Regions from separate parts of the Mus musculus genome. Here region 2 is linked to region 1. Evidence: chromatin contacts called from public HiChIP or PLAC-seq data. All regions are on one chromosome and are shown on one strand. The core of a region is the stretch at or near the end of the contact, and the rest is flanking DNA. Distances in the headings are between cores, read along the strand shown.

What was found. HiChIP or PLAC-seq counts read pairs in DNA pulled down with a chosen protein or histone mark.
Region 2: a contact with region 1 is called in an HNF4G HiChIP or PLAC-seq map of pancreatic cancer cells. The contact joins the promoter of Klhdc8a here to the promoter of Rassf5 in region 1. A contact is called at or near these places in 1 of 39 promoter capture datasets (liver) and 1 of 115 datasets of contacts at active chromatin or transcription factors (pancreatic cancer cells).

Annotation. Positions count from the first base shown.
Region 1 is chr1:131,242,846-131,246,871 of GRCm38.p6, reverse strand. It overlaps Rassf5 (Ras association (RalGDS/AF-6) domain family member 5), which reads left to right and starts at 1,694. Exons shown (of 6, transcript NM_018750.4): 1 at 1,694-2,183. The coding sequence starts at 1,742. Gm28913 (a long non-coding RNA gene) reads right to left here and starts at 1,782. Exons shown (of 3, transcript XR_878525.3): 1 at 1,506-1,782.
Region 2 is chr1:132,296,348-132,300,373 of GRCm38.p6, reverse strand. Klhdc8a (kelch domain containing 8A) reads right to left here and starts at 1,748. Exons shown (of 5, transcript NM_144810.5): 1 at 722-1,748. The coding sequence starts at 1,097. Gm51645 (a long non-coding RNA gene) reads right to left here. Exons shown (of 4, transcript XR_003947998.1): 4 at 2,993-3,554.

The DNA of each region.
Region 1 (4,026 bases), core at 445-2,944:
TTGGAGTCCTTCTTTCCACTCCCCAGAAACCAGTGAATAAAACGAGGCCCAGAGACCAGGAACTTTTCCTCTGCCACCCACTTGAAAGGAGCAGGATTCTGATTACCACCACTTGGGGGAGGGGTGCGGGGGTGGGGGTGGGGAGAGAGGCTGTGGAGCAGGGAAGGCTGGGGATTCCCTGGTCACTGGACTTTTAGCCATTGCCTAAATTTACCTTCGAGAGGAAAAGTGAAAGTGAGGATTCCCCAGCCAGACACTAGGGGGAGACCCATCACTAGCCGGGAAAGAACCCTGGAGATTAAAATGTAGGCGAATTTATAGACAATTCCAGGTCTGGTTTCAGAATCCCCACACATTCTATACATACATTATTGCTCCCAATACTCTAACCTGAGGGTTCTCATCCCTTTTATAAGGTAGCTTGTGTGCAGAGAGAACCTATGCATTTTAACCCCGCCTATATTAAACACCGGTACTGTGAAAGTGTATATGAATCATTGCTATCCAGTATTATTTAATAAGTAAGGAGAAAGAGTGTGTACATGTTCACTATAGACATGCCCCTCCCCCAATATTTCTACCAGTGGTTTGTTGAGACCCAAAATACAGAATTTTTGAATTTGGTGCAGTGACTCTATTCCCATAGTTGCTTGCTGGTGGCTGCCACTAAATCAATCAAACCTGTAATTTAAGGGGGGCAGGGGGAGGCGGGAATGTGAGCTAGGCCTAAGTCAGAACCGCAGAACTGGAAAGAGCAAAGGCGCCTGCAGCTACAAAACCAGCCTGTAGAGGGCCCAGGACCCTTGCTAGCCTACGACCGACCGACCGGGCACAGGTTCGAAAATCCACAGTCCCACCTGTTCTCTATCCCTTGAGACGGCACTGTGGACAGGCCCACTAGTTATTACCATTACATAATTTTCAAGACCCAGTGCAAAAAGAATAGGCCGGGTTAAGAATTAGGATTTTCAAGATGGTGGCGACATAACCTTAAGCCAGACAGGAACCTATGGCGCACCCCTTGGTGCTGGTAGGATGCGGACTTCTCCACCCTGCGCCCCTGCTCAGGTGGACCTTCCATACCAAAGGAGGTGTGTAAGGGATTGGCATTCATTTCCGCAGTGATTACTCCAGCAACTAAGGGGGGAGGGGCGTAATTCGGGAGGAAAGTTCCTGTCCACCCATGGGGCACAGAGAGGTCTCTCATGATCACCGGATCACCAAGGATCACCAGTCACTCTAATCCCAGTCTTCGGGGAGGGGCAGTCTATGTAGCAGAGGTGAGAAGGGAGAGAGCTGATGTAGCCAGCTTCCCACGGGCAGCTCGGAGAATCCGCGGGCCGCCTTACTGACAGCGGCGGGCTAGCTCCTGTCCCGGGGCCACACCAGGTTGCCAAAGCCCTGCCTTCCCACCTGCTCCCCGCCCCGCCGGTGTTAGGGCGCCCTGGGAGACGCCCAGAGGGGACGGGGCAGAGCTGAAGACAGGCGCAGGAGCCGGCGCCTACCGAGCTCGCGAAGCCTCTCGGGTGCTCGGACCTTCACCACCGCCTAGTCGCCGAGTCACTCCTAAATCCACGCGGCTCCGACCCGCAGTCACGCGTGTTGCCCTTCCGGCCTCTCGGTGGGCTCCGCCCCGCCCCGCCCCGCCCGCGGGCTGCGGGCCCTTTAAAAGCGCGCTCGACCGGAGCCGCCCCTTCTGTTGGCCAGGCTCGGTAGCTGCCGCCGCCTGCGGGCCTTGGCCATGGCTTCCCCGGCCATCGGGCAACGTCCCTACCCGCTGCTCCTAGATCCCGAGCCGCCGCGGTATCTGCAGAGTCTGGGTGGCACCGAGCCGCCACCTCCCGCCCGGCCGCGCCGCTGCATCCCCACGGCCCTGATCCCCGCGGCCGGGGCGTCAGAGGATCGCGGTGGCAGGAGGAGTGGCCGGAGGGACCCCGAACCCACGCCCCGAGACTGCCGACACGCTCGCCCTGTCCGGCCCGGTCTGCAGCCGAGACTGCGGCTGCGACCTGGGTCACACCGACCCCGCGACGTGAGGAGCATCTTCGAGCAGCCGCAGGATCCCCGCGTCTTGGCCGAGAGAGGCGAGGGGCACCGTTTCGTGGAACTGGCGCTGCGGGGCGGTCCGGGCTGGTGTGACCTGTGCGGACGAGAGGTGCTGCGGCAGGCGCTGCGCTGCGCTAGTGAGTGAGGGCGGGGAAGGTGCGCGAGGTGAAGGGCTCTGAGCCCGGGAGAGGAGGCCATTGCCTTTTGTGGCCAGTCCGAACTTTTAGGCAGGTTACCTTTGGAGACAGCTGCTGTCACTGCCTGGCATCCTTTAATGGCTGCCCACTGACCAGAGGTAGTTGTATGTGTACAGTTACGTATCCTCAGACGGGTTTGAGCCTTCTCCCCCGTGCGCGTAAACAAGCTTGTTTGTAGGTTGGGACTGATGGCTCTCCACAAGGTCATTGTGTCTTACGCACACCCTCTTCTTCCTTTAGTTGTGAGTTTTAAAAATGAGGTAGTGATATTGACAACGAAGTGAGTATTTGACACTTATTAGGGTTAATGGGGAGATGACTCGGTGGTCACCTCAGGTTCTCTCAGGCTCTTCCTCCTAGGGAGCTGTTGGCATGGGAAGCCTGGTTAGGCTTTGAATGGAAGCAGGCTGTGAGGCTGAAAGATGCCAAGGTCACCTGCACCTGAGGCCTCCTCAGCCCTCCACACCTGGCTCAACGCTCTATACTCTGCTCCAGTGTGTGACTGTGCCTCGTGGCCTCCTCTTCCTCCTCCTGTCCCCCTGCACCCGCCTTCCAGCCCTAAAATCACTAAGCTCCCCGCCAGTTCCTTCCTTCCACAAGGCATCCCCACTGGCCTGCTGGCTTCTCCCAATCTTACTGTAACACTGGGCACCAGTATAGAGAGTTTCTGAGCAAGTCTGCGCTCTTTTTAGGGCTTATCATTACCTCTCGCCAATGGTGAGTCTGTATCCCTGTATAAGTCTCCTCCCCACCAACCCAGGGATCTGCTGTTGCCAGAGGATACTCATACCCGTGTGTTTACGTAGCTCCTTTGAACATATGAAGCACGCAGTGCAATGACAGCTTCCGGCAATCATCTGTGGACATGGATTACAGTCACATCTTTTGGTAAAGGGCCATCCTCTGTTGCCTCCTTCAGACTGCAACACTGGACAGCAGCAGCTAGCACTACTACCCTCACTCTAGCCCATAACAGCTCCCCCTCAGCCGCTCCAGAATATGTGAAAGGAAAAAGGGGGACTATTCTTCCTACCATGAGCATCCCCCATACAGGTGCCTGTTAAGGAGAAGGCTGGGCATGTAGAGTCCTGTGCACGGGCTGCTGTTCCTTGTAAATGCTGCTGACCTGCAGACGAATCCAGTGCAACTTACCTCTGGGCCCGCTGCTAGCTTTATCTCCCTCCGTGTTCCTGAGTGCTTTGCAGTACCCACTAGCCCTGGACACAGAGGATGAGGCAGTGGATTCACTGTTATGGATCTACTAAGGCTCAAATTCCAGAAGCTGCACTGTCTGTGAGAATATGCTTGTTGCAATTCCCGCTTGTTTAGACTTTGAGGGACTGTCAGCTTTACTCTGAGTTTGTGATATTCTTCTGGTTAGCAATGATGCTGTGTTGGCAGGATTCTGTGGGTATCTGTGCAGTACTCCATGACGAAATGAGCATCCTCATACCACATGAGAGTTGTTTATTTCCCTTGCTCCGTCCCTAAATAGTTTCCAGCACTTGGGAAATAGTGTCCTCCCTGCCGTTTCCTTCCACAAGGCATCCCCACTGGCCTGCGACTTGCTGAGGTCCTTTCACTTTCTTGGGTTCCTGTGGCCCCTGAGTAGTCGATTTCCTACCAGCCAGAGATGCCTGAACACCAAAGAGGCAGCAGAACTGAAGTCAGGAAGGCCACAGAAAGGAATCTCTGTTTGTTTGGTTTTTTTTAATATTTAACTAACCGTGAGTGTTCGGCTGACCAAGAGAAAGTTGAGACAGTTTTGGTGTGCAGGACAGAC
Region 2 (4,026 bases), core at 499-2,998, 1.1 Mb before region 1:
ACGGTGTGGAGGCAACTGTATATGAACTTGGGGTCTCTTAACTCCCATTCTCACAAAACTTTGTGTGTTTAGCAAAACTGCAGTTGGATCCCCTCGACATCACAGACTGTATTAGGCCCAAGAAGAGTGAAATGAAGGCTTTGAGAAAGTGAGAATTTTAAAACCACATGCAAGCAAGAGAACCTGGATAATAATGCAACATGAAACAAGCTTTTGGGACATTCTGACCCCCACTCAGTAAGTCTGAAACTGCAGTCAGAAGTAAACGAAGATCCTGGGATCAGGTCTCAAAGCCTCCTTGGGGGCCTGGTAATGGTAGAAGGATGGGGTGAGCATCCTCAGGGACCTACACAGGTAGGTTTGGGGGAGGGGACAGGCGGCCAAGGGCAAATGTGGTCATTCGGCTGAATGCCAGGGTCTGCAGAGTCATTGCAGATAACCCCGTGGCTCACACCTTGGCTCTCCCTCTGCAGTGGCCTGCCCAGCTTGCTGGAGCTGACTCCTGGCATCAGATGGAATTCCTAGACATTTCACCTGCTCAGTGTCCCTTTCCAATCTGTAAAGTAAGGGCAGTGGGTCTCTAGTTTTAGTGCTTAATGTAAGGCTCGAATGTTATAGGGAATGTGTATTGGCCACCCAAATCATGTTGCCTTACACCCGTGTCCCCCGTGACCCTTTACTTTCTTCCCTAATGCCCACCCTCAACCCTGGCCCCACTTGCCTTTGGCTGTGACAGAAATGCCCATGGCAGCCTCGCGCAAGACGCTTCTCTTCTTCCACTTGCCCTCATCGATGTTGTACATTTCCACGACCTTCACAGGCAGTTGATTGGTGCCCACACCCCCGATCACCATAATCCGCTTTCCTAGGGCAGTGATCGCTACCCCGGCCCGGGCTGTGGGCAGGGAGGGCAGGGAGGTCCACTGGTCGGCCTCGGGGGAGTAGACCTCGAAGCAGTCCATAGGGACGCCATTGTCATCACATCCCCCGATGGCATAGACCTGCCCCCCAGTCTCCAGCAGTGAGCAATAGACCCGGCGGCTAGGCAGTGGAGCAAGGCGCTTCCACTGAAAGTCCTTGACATTGGGCACTTCCATGGCAGCCCGGGGGAGGGCCCTGCTCGAGCGCCCCCACAGCGTCCGGGCAAGGTCCAGCCCCGGGGCCCGCGGGCTACACGGCGCCGGTCGGCGCGTCCCCTCTCTCAGCCTCCATCTCGCGCTGCACGGGCTCCCTGCCGACGCCCGCTGGCTTCTCCGGGTCCCTTGGGTGTCAGCGGGGCAGCGACGTCCACGCCTGGCTCCGCGGAAAGAACCTGGCGAATCTAGGGCAGCAGGGCGCCGGCGGTAGCTCACCCTTGGTCAACTTTGCAGGATGCGCCCCGCCCCCGCCCGGTCCCCCGGAGCTCGGAGCCCACCCCACCGCGCGTGGGCGCCGCGCTCGCCCAGCACTAGCTCCCGGGCGGCGCCTACAGCCGCGCGAAGCTTTCACGGTCCGCCTGGCAGCCGCGGAGCGGAGGACAGCGCTCCCTGCCCTTCCCAGCCCGCACGCCGCCGTCACCCGCGCAGGAGAGCGGTCGCCAGAAGCCGAGCTCCGGCCGGAGGACGCGGGTTCCCCGCACCGCCTCCCCGCAGCTTCCACACCTGGGCAGGAGCCCACGCGCCCCGAGGCGGAGGCTGTGGCCTGTGCGTCAGCCCCGGGCGACCAGGGCGAGCGAGGGCAGGGCCTGCAGTGTCTACAGGGTCGGAGACAGCCGGAGCAGGAGCCGGGTGCCCAGATGACAGGCAGATCCTGCCAGCGTGGGGGCGGGCGTTTGCGAGTGTTTGTTTTGGGTGAGGAGGCGGAGAGGCCAATTACCCGGTTTGTCTACAGTACACAGACCCAGTTCGTGACAGGCTGGCTTTGTTTGGGGGGAGGTATGCTCACATGGTCTAACCTCAGAAGCCAGTTAGGAGGCACAGATGTGGCAGGGATCTGCCGATCTAACAATTCTCACTCGTGTGCATGTAATTCACACAGAATCTTCTTTCCCTCCTAAGTGGAGACGTCCACAAAGCCTCAAATAAAGTCACAGACAGGGAAACCACAGCTGAACACACCAATAGACAAGCTGGGAGGACCTCACCTTCCAAACCCTTGTGCATCTGTAGTGTGCAAACCTGATTAACAAATCCCGGCCCTTAGCAGCAACTGCAGGACTGGGTGGATGGTCTCTCAAACCACCCAGCAACAGACCCTTCAGAACTGTAGTACCCAGTAATTCAAGTACCCATGATATACCGGACCACCTAGCAGTGTCTCCCCAAGCCCACGGGGTCCTCCTCTCTGGCTTCCTTCCATTCAGAAAGGCTCAAGCTCGGGAACCTGACAGACTGCTGTTCAAATGTTTGCTCTGGAAAACTTAGCTTCAGTTTCTACTCTGAGTCTGTGAGTGAGTGTGTGTGTGTGTGTGTGTGTGTGTGCGCGCACACACACACACACATACACATACTCACGTGCTTATATGTTGGTATGCATTTCCTCTCACTGTTGGGGATGGATCTCAGAGATGTGCACACGCTAGGCACTAAACTTTTATTTGTGATAAACTATAGAGTCACATGTGGTTGTAAGAAAGGAGTATTCTTTATCCGGTTTTTCCCAGTATTAAAATCCCACCAAGCTATAGGACAATGCCATAAACAGAGTATATTTTCATTACAGGGCTCCCACGTCACCTTTTGATATCTGGTAGGAGGACTCTATGATCCCCAGCCCCTGACAGCCCATGTCTGAAGCCTTGTCATTTCAGCCACGTTGTACAAGGGGCTGGGAATGGAGCTCACTCCTGGAGTATCATTGTTGAAAGAATCAATAGCTCTCTCTCTCTCTCTCTCTCTCTCTCTCCCTCCCTTCACCCCCTCTTTGTTTTCCTCAGTATGCCTGGAACTCACAATCTCCCTGCTATAGCCTCCAATTCTCCTCCCCACCCCACCCCCCAGCTTCCCATTTATTGAGGAAGGGTCTCTCACAGAAATCCACCTGCCTTTGCCTCCTAAATGCTGGGATTAAAAGTGTATGACTCTTCATCAGATTTTTTCCCCTTTATTTCTTTGTAATGTTCCGTGGTTGTAAGGTTTGTGAAGGCTGAGTGAGGTGATGTAGGGACTGTTTATCAAGTGTGATGCTTATCACCTTACCTTCTAACACAGAACCAGGGCCTGGGACATTCTTCCCAACACTCACACTGAGACTGTGAATTCTGGGAGAAATAGCAGCCCTAACTTAAAACAGGCCGATCTTAATATCTTGCGCTCTTGACCTAACAATTCTACTTATTTTTAAAGCTTAGATTCTTGTATTTGCAAAATCAGCACCTAGATCAACCACAGAAGGCTGTGTTCTCTTCTCCCTGTTCAATAAGAACTCACACATTCTAAGAGTGTAGTCTAAACTAATGACGTTTCACAGACAATACCTACCATTCCTGTTCTTGTAATAGGCCCCAGACCTTAGCACAACTGAGGCCATGATAGAAGTTCCATTCAGGCCTTGGAACCCAGCAGGAAGACAGCACCCTGCCAAAACAAGAACAAAGACCTAATCCATCAAAGTCCATAGTTCTGGGGAAGTCCCTAAATGTACTAACCTTGGATTTTACCTTCTGTACTTCTGCTTCCAGCTCTTGCTATATGAGGCACGACAACTCGGGATATGGTTTTTTGTGCTTATAAATTCACCCTGGAAAAGGCTCAGGACTATGCTCAGGTCCTGAACACTAAGTGGACTTGCCCGCTGGCTAGTGAAGACTTTCTCTGAGCTCAAAGCCATGTCTGAGTAGCCTTCTCTGGCGGATCCCTCACAACCTTCTTAGGAAGCTGTCTTTCCCGAAGGAATATGGGATGGACCCTGACCTGGGGCTGACTCAGTTTCTCAGCTCCAGCTAGTGGTGAGCGGGATGAATGGAAGCCACAGTCTTCTCAAATGGGTTTGTTGGGATCTATCTGTCTTCAGCCTCACTTGCTAGGAGCCTTCACTGAAGCAGCAAAA